2 separate regions of the Triticum aestivum genome follow, and region 2 is linked to region 1. The links are chromatin contacts, called in public Hi-C maps. All regions are on one chromosome and are shown on one strand. Each heading gives the region's core, a stretch centred on a gene start, on an enhancer-like site or on the middle of the called end of the contact. The rest is flanking DNA. Distances are from core to core; before and after follow the strand shown. Region 1 holds the start of LOC123045338 (histone-lysine N-methyltransferase SETD1B). Region 2 holds the start of LOC123045340 (protein MEI2-like 4).

Evidence for each region. A called contact is a pair of places that touch in the nucleus more often than the background predicts.
Region 2: a contact with region 1 is called in a Hi-C map of leaf, with 4 times the contacts expected there. The contact joins the promoter of LOC123045340 here to the promoter of LOC123045338 in region 1. A contact is called at or near these places in 2 of 5 Hi-C or Micro-C datasets (both in leaf).

The regions. Positions count from the first base shown.
Region 1 is chr2B:441,093,416-441,100,822 of IWGSC CS RefSeq v2.1, forward strand. It overlaps LOC123045338 (histone-lysine N-methyltransferase SETD1B), which reads left to right and starts at 3,738. Exons shown (of 2, transcript XM_044468341.1): 1 at 3,738-4,300; 2 at 4,890-5,965. The coding sequence starts at 3,869. The coding sequence ends at 5,783. It overlaps LOC123045339 (trihelix transcription factor ASR3), which reads right to left. Exons shown (of 3, transcript XM_044468343.1): 3 at 6,212-6,718. The coding sequence ends at 6,426.
Region 2 is chr2B:442,068,048-442,075,454 of IWGSC CS RefSeq v2.1, forward strand. It overlaps LOC123045340 (protein MEI2-like 4), which reads left to right and starts at 4,288. Exons shown (of 14, transcript XM_044468346.1): 1 at 4,288-4,743; 2 at 5,327-5,410; 3 at 6,057-6,398; 4 at 6,815-7,215; 5 at 7,297-7,407. The coding sequence starts at 6,155.

The DNA.
Region 1 (7,407 bases), core at 2,488-4,987:
TCAATTCAATATGATCGTTCTTCTAACATCATAATCTCAAAATACTTTTGGGACTATCGTTACACTTAACGATATCCCAAGATCTGGAGAACAACAACACTTGAGCTAGTCTTAGAGGTGAGACTAGGAATTAGGTTTTATCATTTATCATTCCACACATGCATATGAGTTTTCCACTGAATCGCACATTCCAGGATCATAGAAGTTATAGGATAGAATATAAACTCTTAATTATAAACATGTAAATATAACAATACAATATTATTGCCTCTAGGGAATACTTCCAACATAGACAGGGGGACTAGTCCACGGACAGTGATGTCGGAGGCCGCCATCCAACGCTGCCTGCGTTCATTTCAACCATTGTTTGAACTAAACGGACAAAGTTCATGCAAACATGACTGATTTCATACCAACCAGACGAAATTCATTACATTTGGACAATTTTTAACTAAAAGCTATACCAGGCTAAGGTAAAACTAGTCTACGGCCGGCGCTGGCGGATATCCATTCCCACGACACAGATAGCCTTGATTAGTCTACGGCTGGCCGTGTTGGATCTCCGTTGTCTTTCCCATGTCTGGCAGCCCGTTCGCCGGACTACCGTGTGCCCCGAAGGTATATGCTTCAGCGCAAAGGGCGGGTTGCTTCCCCATGTTCGGCAACACCGCTCATCAGAGTGGAACCGCTAGGATATGCTTTAGCCGGAGGGAGAGGAGACGACGGTGGCCTGCGACCGGGCAAGACACCAGCTGTGTATGCTGGCATCGCCTCAGTGGTGGCCTTCATGGGACCCAAGCAACGGCGGCCTCCCATTGAAAGGATCGATAAGAGCGGTCTAGAGCGGGGTGATTAGACCCTTAACGAGCAAAAGTTGCAGCTTTTACTTTCTTCAAGTTAAGGTTGAGTTTAGCACATGTTAAAGGCACACACAATATATTTCAAGCAAGCATGACAAGAGTATAGGCAACGGAAAGGGTAAAGCATGCAATTTGCAAGAATGTAAAGGGATGGGATTGGAGTGTGCAAACGCAATGGAGATGCAGAGAACTTTTGGAGTGGTTCCGATAGGTGGTGCTATCGTACATCCACGTTGATGGAGACTTCAACCCACGGAGGGTAACAGTTGCGCGAGTCCACAGAGGGCTCCACCCACGAAGGGTCCACGAAGAAGCAACCTTGTCTATCCCACCATGGTCATCGCCCACGAAGGACTTGCCTCACTCAGGTAGATCTTCACGAAGTAGGCGATCTCCTTGCCCTTACAATTTTCTTGGTTCAACTCCACATCACGATGGAGGCTCCTAAGCGACACCTAATAAATCTAGGAGACACCACTCTCAAAAAGCTAATAGACGGTGTGTTGATGATGAACTCCTTGCTCTTGTGCTTCAAATGATAGTCTCCCCAACACTCAACTCTCTCTCACAGATTTGGTTATGGTGGAAGAAGAATTTTAGTGGAAAGCAACTTGGGGAAGGCTAGAGATCAAGGTTCAAATGGTTGGAATGGAATCTCTTGATCTCAACACATGAGTAGGTGGTTCTCTCTCAGAAAATGAATGGTGAAAGTGTAGGCACGTTCTGATGGCTCTCCTAAATGAGGGAGAAGGGGTGGAGGGGTATATATAGCCTCCACACAAGATCTAACCGTTACACATTTTTGACTCATCTCGGTGGCACCGATTACGAACTCGGTGGCACCGATCTGTTAAAAAATATGAATGTTAGGAATCTCGGTGAGACCGACTGGAACAACTCGGTGGGACCGATGTGCTAGGGCTTAGGGAAAACTTCATCTCGATGGTACCGATTGCATTAACTCGGTGAGACCAAAGTGAGTGCAACGAGCAACAGAGAATCTGTCAAGCCAACTCGGTGGGACCGATTGCAACAACTCGATGAGACCGAAGTGAATGCGACAAGTCACAGAGTGTTAGCAAGGCCATCTCGGTGGGACCAAGATCCGTATCGGTGTGACCGAACTGTTAGGGTTTCTGGAAGTGGCTATGTCATGATGAACTCGGTGGCTCTGGATGAAAGATAACGGTGGGGCCGAGTTGGAGTTTAGGGTTTTGGACATATTTGGGTGAAGAGAGTGGCTGATGGTTTTGGAGCAATACCACTATGCACTTTGAGCAAGTAGACCATTATGCAACACCTCATCCCGTTTTAATAGTATTGGCTTCCCTATGGACTCAGTGTTATATTAGATCACTTAAACAAAAATGAAGAGTCTTGAGCTTTTGGCAATCATTGTCCTTAGCATTTTGAAGGAATTCCACACCCTCTTGTCCTTGCCACTCCACTATTGAACTTATCTGAAACATACTAGATAAAACTATTAGTCCAACAAAAGATGTGTTGACATTAATTACCAAAATCACCCATGGAGCACTTGTGCTTTCACCCATGTTCTACTTCTCCTCGATGATGGCGGCGGGTGCAGACGTGCTGGCCATCATTTCGTCCATCTCTGCGAAGCCGACTTCTTTCTCCGCCGGCAGGGCGTGGTTATGCGTATATTGACGACGGATGGAGCGGTTGCAGACACGGGAGGAGCGGTACGACACGATGTTGTCCATGACAACCACAATGCCTGTGCCGCCATGCTCCCCCACGTGTCGGCCTGGAGCAACCTGCCACTCGTCGACGAGCTGGCTTGGAGTGGCGAATTGTTGAACGATGGAGCGGCTTGGACCTTCTGCATCCACAAGCTGGCCTGCAGCAGCCTGGAGCGTCGAGGGTGATGGAGTAGAGAGTTCCTTGCCTTGTATCCTGCGGTCTCGACGGGCCATCCAACCGGATTTTATGCCGGAGAACTCCTCTCCCTGCTTGTCGGATGCCATGGATATTGTGGAGAAAATGGTGCAAGAAGGATATGGGAGTGGAGTGTGGTGCGATTTTTGCCCGGCGTCTGACGCTGTTTAAATAGTGGGCCGACGACCGGAGCCAACCGGCGTTGTGTTCCATGACGGGTGGCTCACGAACGGACGTGTGGTCGGAGTAGATTTCTCGGCACACACACGGGTTTAATGGAGGAAGGCGGGCAGTCTATGGCCGTTTGAATGTGGCGAGGAGACGTGTTCAGTCGGGCGTGCAGCGGGCGACACTGTCTCGGCCAGCGCACCGCTTCAATGCCGACAATAAGAGGTCGCGGCCGTTTTGCACCGGCGTCAATGAGGAGCGGCCGCTCTCCAGCGGCATGAATGAGGACAGTTGGCGCCGGGCCGGAACGCGCGCGGGCGTGGTTTTTTTTATGGGCCTGGGTAGTCAGGAACGTGCGTGCAGTGGTCCGGGCGCCGGCAAAACCCCTCACTTTGTCTCCGGTATGAAAAAAAAATATCCGAATAGCGCGGTCCGGTTATAAGTAGATGGTTTAAGGGTCGATGTTGGAAATGCCTTTACATCCAAACCCATCTGCAATCATGTGCAAAATCTGAGCTGATTACTGATTGATCCCATATGGCAAAGTATAGGGGCTGATTGATCTGATACGGCAAAGTTTAGGGGCTGGTTTATCCTCTTTTAGAGTTCATTAGGGGTAATTTTTTGAGGAGGAAAAGTAATACTACTATACTACTGTACTTTTTTGCTTTTTTCTAGGGCTTCTTTTTTGCTTTTCTAGAAAATAGGAGTATTAACTGTGCATGTGACGTTCTAGCCCGTTTGGTTACCGACACCATAGCCCGGGCCCAAGCCCAAGCCGGAAACGATTATCGACCGCGAGTTGCCGTCTTCAACTTCAAACCTCGCAAGCCTCTCAGACTCGAAGCAAACCCCCATCTCAAACCCACAGCGCACGGCCGGGCCGAGAGGAACTTTCGAGAAGCTTCTGTAAGATTGGTTCGCTGCCTCGCGTCCGATCCATGGCGGCCGAGGGGGGCGGAGGAGGAGGCGGCGGCGGAGCCGGGGAGGGGTTCGAGGAGCGGGTGAAGCGCCTCTTCGGGTCGCGTCTCTTCGGCGACGTCCCGAGCTCCTCCTTCCCGGCAGCTTCCTGGTCCGTCGCCGCCGGAGATGTTGAGCGCCAGCGCTGGGCGCGCCCGTCGGAGGCGCGCGACGAGGAGGAGGAGCGCGCCGCGGCCGAGCGCGCCGACACGCCGTGCTCGTCCGCGTTCTACGATGCCAACGGGTGCCTCCGCGGCCGGAGGCGGCGGTCCAAGCAGGACTTTGAGGACGACCCCGAAGATGATGACGAGGATGAGGAGGATGTGAAGGGCGAGGACCATAGGAAGGAGGAGCAGGACGAGGAAGAGGAGGTTAGGGTTTCGATCGGCCTTGACCCGACTCTGGATCGGGAGGTGAGAGAAAAATAACTTTCGATTTTATTTGATTTGGCCATTTGCTATTCGATGCTGTATTGCTTGTGGAAATTAGGGCATTGATCAAGATAGTAAGGCCGATTTGGCTTCTTCATTTGCTACTCATACCCTACTGCTTGCTGAAGAAACGTTTCATCTGTAGAGTGTATTGATCTCCAGTCACCTAGCGGGATAGAAAAAGTGCTAAGTATGGGGGATTGGAGTATCGTTGTCATCAATTTGCTCACTTCATGTTGTTTGCTTGTTGTGATTTTCGCTTTTGATTTTTGTAATGGGGTCTTTCTCAAGGGAAATGCCGCAGGGGATGATAAGAGTCTATTCCACAGTTCCAATGGAACCTTAAGGACTGTTCATTTCTTTTGAAGGCCGTCTGCTTTTGCTAATTACTAGTACTAAGATAAATCATAAAGCAAACCAGACTGTTTGTAGACTTATATAAGATGACTTTAACATGAAAACGCTAAAATTATCTAAATCTGATACTAAATGCAGGTAAGGAGCTTTTGCTTTTGTATTTGGCATACCTATCTATTTGCACCTTGTTCTGATTGGGTGTGTTATCTTTCAGGAAGAGGAGGACAAATATGATAGAGCAGCATTTGGTAAAGAAGATGCTGCAGAACGTGTGTACATGAGTGAAATCATGGATGAGGGCATTAATATGAGCATCAATACTGTAGTGCCTGACCTCCTTGATGATACCATTGATGAGATCTGCGGTTTATCTAAGGATCCTCGGGCAGATCTTGATGCAGCATCTGCAAGGCTCAGAGAAGACAATGGTTCGGTTAAAATTGGCCTTCATTCTCCAACTCAAACCAAGGAGTGTCCAACTGCTGGAATGCAAGCAATGAGAGCTCAGGATATCAGCGTGAAACCTATACTGAAGAGGAAGGAGGAGCAAGCCGATTCAAAACCAAGGAAACGTGTGAGGTTTAATGCCGATGTTAAAGAACAACCAGTGGAGCTTCTTGAACATGATGAAGATTCTCCCATGGTTCCTCAGTCCATGGATGTGGTCACAACAAAGGGCAACTCCTCCACGCCATCTGGGGTTCCTGACTATGTTAGGAACCCTTCAAAGTACACATGTTACACTCTGGAGACACCAGAGAGTACTGACGAATCTAACGGGAGAGCTCTTGCAGACTTGCACAATCTGTTAGGCAGATCAGATCCCAACAAGATGCAGCCTGAGACACCTGCTGAGATTCCTAGTTCAGTCACATTCATCCCTAGGAAGAAGTCAGTTGATGCCATGGTGGTGGATGAGGGCCCCAGATTTAGTGGTGCAAACCCATCTCTCATTAGTGCAGCAGCAGCAGTAGCCTCTGACGGAACTGACCAATGTGAGATGGATGAAGATGACCCTAAAGCATCACCACCACCACCAGCACTGATGCAGACCAACTCTAAGATGAACTCCCGGCGTTACAGGTCAAGTAGAGCAGATGATGAGTAAAGCTGATATTCTGGAGCCCTTTGTCAATGCATGTTTAAGAAAATTTACAAGTTTAAAAGTTCTCGATGATGCTACATGTGTTTAGTGGATATTTTGTTGTACCTATGCCTCGGTTTTGTGATCCGAGCTGACCAGCTGTTGTTAATTACGGTTTTATTTATAGTTGTTAATTCACGTTTGAATTTCTTGTACTGGTAGCTGTGGTTGATGCAGTTGCACTCCTAGAATTCAGTAGATTACAGTGACGAGCAGTGTATGCTGAACCATCTTTTGCTTCCCTTTATTTTATAGTTTCGTGACAAACATAATGTTCTACTTTGCATTGAAGAATCAACTTGAAGAGGGACAGAACATCCCTGCAGTCCACAATTAAGCACCAAGATTCCTCCCCTGGATTCAGATTCACCAGAATACACAAGGTTGTGCCCTTTTGATGTACAACAAATGTTATCAAGCTTTTGCATCTCCCATGAGGAAAACAGGCCATCTCCTTCAGGTTTCTGACTAAATTTCAGAACCAGTCTACAAGAAAAACCGAATGCCGAGATACTCTACCAATCTGTACATTCTTATAATTTCATGCTATTTCCCTTCTTATTTGCAGTAATTATTTACTTTGCTCAAGACGTTTACAGCGGCAAACTACAGCTTGTCAGCAATTCTGTAGAGGGCATCAGCCACCTTGCCAAGCACACCTAGCAAGCTGCTCACTTGGTCCTTCCTCTGCTCCCTATCCAGTTGGCAGTTGATGTTCTGCGCCTCCAGCTGCGCCGCCACCATCCGGCTGCTCCGGTCTAGAATCTCAACAAGCTTGCCCTGCAGGTCAGCGGTTTCTCCTGGGGCATCATCGCTGCGCTGCCTCTTCTGCCCACCCTGCGGTAGTGGCGGCTCATCGGTAATTCTAATTTCTTCTTGTTGCTTGCCTTTGGATGTCCCTGCTGTTAAAAATTTGGATTGTTAGGTAGCGCTGTTGTTTGTCTTGCACTGCTTGCACATCATGCTTAAATTTAGGCGTTGTATTTGTTGATTTGGGAGAACTTCATCTTGCTGAAATAAGGTAAGTATAATAACTCTCGTTTCTTCTCAACTCTCATAAGCGAATCTAAAATTCTGGGCTCTGTGTTCTTATGCTTTTGATTTCTTTGTGAGTTGCATGTTACATCATCTGTTCACTAATGTAAGACGATTTGGCAGTTCAATCTGAACTGCCAAACGGCTTAAATTAGTGGGCAGAGGTAGTGATGATAAGAATAACTAAAAAATCGACATGTAAAAATGAGGTACCAGCTAGTTTATAAGCAAAGGAAGAGACTAGAGTCATGCTAGATTGTCAGTGAAGTGAATAGAGTGAATACCATGAATACTTTTGGTCATTTCAGAATCTGTGCAAGACTTCAACTGAAAATGAGGCTGGTCAATTTTCCCAATAAAATTCCAAGTGGATTGACCATAATATAGTTTATTAATCACTAGAAGTAGCTAGAAAAGGACCCTGGTCAACAGATTAACATCATGGGCAATGTTTCTGAATTAGCGCTGCCTGAAACGTTACAGTGTGGCAAACAATTATGAATTATAGCTGCCTGAAACTGACATGCTCCTGTGAACATCTCAAACCTGGTGG
Region 2 (7,407 bases), core at 3,038-5,537, 980 kb after region 1:
GAGGTGTTGTGAGAGCAATATATATGTGTGAGGCATGGGTAAACTCAAAGAGGGGCACTGGCAGCCTCCTTCTCCTCCTCTGGAATGTAGCCAAGGCATAGGTTGGGGTAGGTCGGGGTAACACTATCAACATCCTCACGCCCCTTGGGCTCCGCCACTCTTGTTTCATGTTTCCTAGCTACCTTCTCCTCTCACCACATCTTCTTGTTGCTATTGATGTCCCTGACATGACGCTTGGCATTGGATTGACACGTCTTGAACAAATAGTTGAAACCACAAAAAACCATGTTCTTCTCCTTCTTACTGAAGGAAGATGAGGAAGCAATGATACATGTAAACCTAGTAGGATCCTGTATAGTGGAACCTCGAGAGGAGGAACCACCAATCTCTATAGCAGTAGTTGAAGCAGACGCCTTCTTAGGCTTGGGAAGCCCACCAAATGAAGCAGATCAGTATGCACCCGAGGCTTGTAGTTGATGTACCTGGCAGGCAAAGAAATGGGGAACTTGCATAGGAGATTCTCTCAGTCAACAATCTTTGACTCAATGAGAGCCTGAATGAAAGGTGCAAAAATAGCTAACTTCTTATCAAACACACAAGTGCTCATCTATCCAATATGAATCGAGAATATCAACCTTCTTCTCCTCATGTGCATAAACAGTGGATCAATATTAGTTCCTCAAAACTCATCAAAAGAGCGTATCTCGGGGGCCAGGGAGTTCAGGAAGATCTAACAAAGAGCGTCACATTTGGGCAACACCCCACGAATCATACTAACATTAGTAATAGGGGTCATTGCCTTGTAAGCAAAATCAAGCGCCTTCTTATGACGACTCTGCTGAAAGACCGTACCCTTCCTGAGGTTGAGAGAAGAACCTATACCCTGTGATAGCAGTGAAGTCAGACATAGGATCTCTCAAAGTAGCACCACCTAAGCGCCACACAAATGAACGGTCAGAGCTCCTGTCAAAATACACGGTGGCATAGAACTGAAGTGAGATCCTCATTGAACGCCTTATTGAGCTACAGAAAGCAAAGCAAGTCCGTCTTGCCCAAAACATCATACACCCTGAGAAATAGACAAGTGTTGCGAATGTACTCAATGTCCAAGCTACGGTGCGGAGCTATTTTATGTTTCTTCACCTTCAGACTTTCCTCAAAAGCGTGTTGTTGAAACTCATTATGGAACTCTGAGTCTACACCCTCATCATGACTACATGCATAGGGATCCTCCTCATGAACTCGCCGATACTCAGACTTCCCAAGCTTGTTTAGATCATTAATAGATAGAGGAACTCACTATCATCTTGCTCTTCTTCCTCCTCGATCTCATCATCATTCTGAGTTTGAGCATGATTGCCCACAAACTGCTCTTCTTCATCACCACCACTATTTGATGCCTTAATGATTGCCTAGCGAGTGACATTTCTGTGAGCACAAGCTGGAGGAGCAGTCTGAGAACCCTTACCAACATGGTCCTAGCGAATTAACTTTCCCTTGCCATCACCATCTCCTGCTTCTTTGAGCGACGAGCACCACCAACCCCTCTAGAAGAGTCTATCAGCAAAGACTATACTCCCTCTATTCCAGAATATAAGGTGTACCGATATCAAACTTGTGTATCTTTGACCAAGATTATAGAATAAAATATTGATATCTATGATACAAAATAAATAAAATATGAAAATACATTTCGTGATGGATCTAATGATACAAATTTGATATTGTAGATATTAGTATTTTTTCTTCTAAAATTGTCTTTTGAAGAAGAGATAAGTCCATATTCCAACCTCGAACTATCACCGAAGTCTAAAACACAACCCTAAACTACGAAACTGTCTAATTAACAACCCTGAACTTTGAAAACCGGACAAAAGACAACCCCATGGTGATTTTTCACTAATGTTGACCGGTTTTAACTATTGACCATCTAGTCAGCATCTAGTCTGCGCCATGTCACCATGCTTCCGAATTTTCATTCTAATTTTTTTCTACTTGGCATTTTTTGAAACTTTCCAGATTGTATATAAAGATTATGTGGATTTTTCAGATTTTGTTCGAATTTTTATGGAAACTTATTTTTTGCCAACATTTGACCAAAGATGGATCTGAATTTAATTTTTGCTCTAGTTGTCTTTCTACTTGGCAAAAATTGTTAAAGCTTTCCTATATTGAATATAAAGGTTGTTTGGGTTTTTGAGTTCTTTATAAAAGTTTTTTGGAAACTTTTTTTTGGCCAAAATTTGACGAAAAATGGATCCGAATATGAATTTTAGCTTCAATTTTTTTTCTACCTGGCAACATTTGTTGAAACTTTCCCAGATTGAATATAATGGTTATGTAGTTTTTTGAGAATATTTTCAAATTTTCCTGGAAACTTTTTTTTGGCCAAAATTTGACCAAACATGGCTAGGTTGTATGACATGTGGTTGACTGGACGCTGACTAGATGGTTGACAGTCAAAAACCATCAGAGGGTTGTCTTTTGTCCGGTTTTCAAAGTTCAGGGTTGTAAACTAGACGGTTTCATAGCTCAAGCTTGTGTTTTAGACTTCGGTGATAGTTCATTGTAATATGCACTTACAATGTCGACGGCTGACTAGCCTCGCAAGGATGATGTGGATCTCTTTCCTGAAGATGGGTAAGGGGTACGATGGCGGTGGCGGCAGCTTCTAAAGTATGTGTAGGTGGTGTATGCTTTGACTCTATTGCACCAGGTGTTTCCTCCTGGTATGTCATGTGCGCGGATCGACGGTGACCTCGGCTCTAGATGGTGGGGTGTGAGGGCATTCCCCATTGTCGAGTTTGTAGGTGTGGGTGGTGACTTCAGATTGTTTGATTTATGTTCTTGTCAGAATTTTGTTGAATAAATAATAATATGTCTGTGTGCATCGCTTGATGCAGAGGCTAGGGCTTGCTCCCCTTTTTGAAAAAATGCAAGAGTGCGCATGATGTCGGGAAGAGATGGAGGCCCATAGGTTCAAAGTTCAAGATTATCATGCGATAAGTGAACACATAACCGAGTAGAATCTGTTCATTATGTTGGATCGAGAATTTTGGTATACGATGTACGTTCCAGGGCCTTTGGGGGGGGGAGGGTACACACGCCGAAGGAGGAGGGGACAACAAGAATGCCAAAGGAGAAGGGGACGATGCACATGCCGGCAACATGTGATATGTACATGCCTTGGTTAAAGGCTTTTGTTCATGCAACTTATTAAAAACTATGTGCATGTTTGGTTGATGTGTTAAACGTTTAAATTTGAAGGAATCAAAATGTTTGAATGAAAAAGAAATATGGAAGTTGCTACGGGTACAAACATGCCAACCTAACATAAAGTGCTGTCGAGAACGAGCCCTTGGCTCAATGGTTGGCCTTGGCGGTGGCCAGCTAGTCCACCTGGGTTTGATCCCTAGGATTAACGCGAGTGTTTCACCTAGGGCGAAAGAACCCAGAACCTGGGATTCTTTCGCCAGTTTTAAAGTACCTCAGATGTCTATGGGCGTTCACGGAGTCGGATGCTGTGATTTAGGTGTGTGTCACATTTTTTTTGCCGTGAATCAAATGATTTGCCCATATTAGATGCGAAAAATAATCATTTTAATTATTTTTCCTATATCTGTTATCTTTAATGTATTGAAAATGTAAATAGGAACAGCGTAATTTTCAAGGCAATCAATAACAATCAATGTTGCATTTTTAGGCTTGTTTGAAAATGCTAATAGTAGCTAGTTTATTTTGTTTGGAGACGTGATTTCAAATATACTACTCCTCACTAAACTGAATTTTCCCAGTGTTTTTGGAAGCAGAGTTCTTCGAACACGGAAGGTGGTACCAGCATAAACGTGCCAACCTAACAGCAAGAGCCGTCGAAATCCCCGGTGGTTCGGCGGCAGCAACTCCAGCGGTCCAGTCCCGATCGACCCCCACACAACTCGTACTGGTGAGCGTTATCCTGTCCCACACCAGACAATCGGAGAACGTGACCTCCGCGTCACCTCACCGCGCCAAGCCCCCACCCCTCCGCGAAATAATTCCGTCCCCGTCCAAACGCCGCTTCCCACCCGGGCCGACGCGCAGCCACGTGGGTCCCGACGTCTGACACCGACGCCAACTCACTGACACGTGGGGCCCCTGGCCCGGGTACATGTGCCGTTCGGCACGAACGGAATGGCGAAGGAGCTATCCGGCGCCGCGGTGGGGTGCGCCGCGGGTGAGCCTACCGCGGTGGGGACCACAGCGGGAGCGGTATATATAGGCCCCGCACCTTCTGTATCGCGTTTCCACTTAGTCCAATAAATAATATAGTAATACAGCATTTCGCCGCTCTTTTAATTAGATTTTTTTGGCCTTCGTCTCCGCTTCGTCTCGTCTCGTCTCACCACCGCCAGTCCACCACCAGCTAGCCGGAATTCCCTCGCCGGAGAGGCGCTGAGGCGGCATACCTAGGAGGAGGAGCGAAGAATGAGGAGTGGAGGGGTGCCCGCTGCCGCGCTCGCTCGCTAGGGTTAGGTGCGCGCGTGCGTGAGGATGGAGCTCGCTCTCTGAGCTCGCCTCGCCCCCCCCGCTGAGGGCATTAGCTGTGCCGTCGCTGCGCGCTGGGTGATCCGCCCTCCTGTGAGCTCCGGGGGAGCCGTTTTGGCTTGCGCCATGGAGCCGTCTCTTCCGGGCGCGGCCACGGGTTGCGTGTTGCGGTAAGCTCCTGGCCGCGACAAGCTGAAGCGGATCTCGACTGCCGATCTGGTGAGCCTACAAATTCTTCCGTTTCTACCAATTTTTTTGCGGGTTTTCATGCAAATTCAGGGTGCGTTTTGTTTTCGTGGAGAAAAATGGTGTTTGAATTCCTGGAGTTATTTGTTTGGGGGTAATTTTGTGCGTATTTTTCTCGCTTTGTGTGATCTGTGCTCGGGTTCGGGGGATACTTTGATGCGGTTGGGCAGTATTTTGGTCTCTTCTGCCTTTTTATTTTGATCACAACTTTCTTGTGCTCTTTCGAGCTCGTCGAGGACGAGGAGCATTAAATTTCCCGTCGTCTTTTGCGCTGTTTTATGGCTAATTAGTTTGGGAGCACAGAGTTCTGCCCGGAATTTTGCATAACCTTTTTTAATCGTTCAATTCGAGTTGTTCCGGTCCTAAATTTTGCAGAATTTCTCCAGTGTTCCGTAGCCGGTCTCGTGAGTTCGATTTTGGGTTCATGGTCGATCAAATCTAGGCCTCGGGACTGCATTTGTTTAGCAGTTTCTCGCGTTTATTCTTTGATCCGCTTCAGTCGAGCTACCTGAGGTGTTGAAACTTGGCATCTGTCTATCTTGCAAGGTGCTAGCAGGATGCCAGCTAGAATCATGGAGCAGAGGCACCACATGCCCCCATTCCACCTCCCCGTGGAGTCCGAATCGTCTTCTCCCATGTGGTAAGCCAACTGCAATAGCCATTATTGCCCGATATCCTTAAATGATGTCTAATGATGGACTGCATTCTTTCTTACTCTACTTTGTGGTAGGGGGTACTAATTGGTTCAGTTTTGGGGTGACTTGGTCAGTATCATTAACAACTAGACCTAGGTTAATTTCTTCATCATTATCGAATTCTTTTTATAGAGGCCTGTTAGACATTTCAGGCAGGAATGTTTTCCTGAGCATGTTAGTGACTACCTGAACATTCGTGTAATTTGTAGGTGCTTATTAGTTTATTCTTCGGGTAGTTTCTCTCGGACTAAATAAAATGTGACCCAGCAGAACACTGTTACAGTTTACGGATATGTGGGGGCATCCGAGGTTCCACATATGGGACAATTGATCGAGCAAGATTGGTGGATGTGTATCGTTGTTTCCAGGTAGCTTAAGGTAGCTGTCTTGCTATATATGGGTGAAGCAGCTGAATTGGAAGGCACATGGTCTCACAGGGGTGATTGGGTATCGATTATTGACAGATGCGCATGGATGCTGCCTACAATGATTCTTCCATTAAATAATTCTGATGTTGCTTCATCACTTCTCTTTGCGCTCAGTGTTTGCGTTCGTTTTTATGGCTGATTTATTTCTTGTTTTGAAAAACAGAAAAAATATACATTGATTTCGGGAAGTAGGTCTGCTGCATCTTCTCCGGTCGAAAAGCCAAAGGCTATTGGCCAAAGGTTGTGCATCAATTAGGGCTTATGGAGCCATACAAGTTGATGGACCAGAAAACTCCCTTTGGTGAGCGCAAGTTGTTGGGCCATCAAAGGCATGTTAACCTGCCGCCAACCCCCTGGAGGGCTGATCAAGATCCTCTACAACAACATGATTCATTTTCGAAGCCGTTGGCTTTATTTCCTAATGCTAGAAAGGGACATTTAAATATGACCCAATATGAGAATGGACTTTTCTCAAGCTCCCTTCCAGACATTTTTGACAACAAATGTAAGCCCTTGATCCTTGTCTCTTGCAGTTTTTATTTCATTTATTATAGTACTCCATAACACTGAACTATAAACTGCGTCCATCCGATATGGTACTCCTCCCTTCAGTTCATATAAATAATAGTATGTAGATAATGGAAAGGGTAAACAAAAGAAGATAAGGAAAATATTTTTATTTGCTTATTAATAAGAAGCTTGTTTGCTTTTATTGACTGTTTCACTTCAGTGAAATCTGAGCTTTTCTTGCTACATCCAAGTGAGAAACGAGACAATCTGGCCTGAGCTTTTCATGCTACATCCAATTGAGAAATGAGAGTCTGTCCTGTGCTTTTCATGCTAAATCCAAGTGAGAAAAGAGACAATCCGCAGTAATATTAGTGCTTAATATTAAACTACTTTTCATTTGCTGATGTGCAGTGAGACTAACACCTAAGAATGGCCTTGTTGGCCAGCCAGCTGAAAAGGAACTCAACCATGCAGATGACGAGCCTTTTGAATTAACTCAGGAAATTGAGGCACAAGTAATTGGCAATCTCCTCCCTGATGATGACGACTTATTGTCAGGTGTTCTTTATAATGTGGGTCACCCTGCCCGTGCTAATAACATGGATGACATTGATGATGATATATTCTCTACTGGAGGTGGAATGGAATTGGAAGCTGATGAAAATAACAAATTGCTAAAACTTAACGGTGGAGCCAACACCGGTCAGACTGGGTTCAATGGCCTACTGTATGGCGAAAACCCCTCGAGAACCCTTTCCATTAGAAACATTAATATCAATGTTGAGGATACTGAATTGAAACTCCTATTTGAGGTAAGTTTCATCTTCCAGCTTGACTTTGTCCCAACTTTGAAGGCAATATATTTCACCTGATAGCATTTATTTTCTTTGTAGCAATATGGAGACATCCGAACACTTTACACTGCCTACAAACATCATGGTTTAGTGATGATATCTTACTATGATATAAGATCGGCAGAACGTGCCATGGAAGCGCTTCAAAGC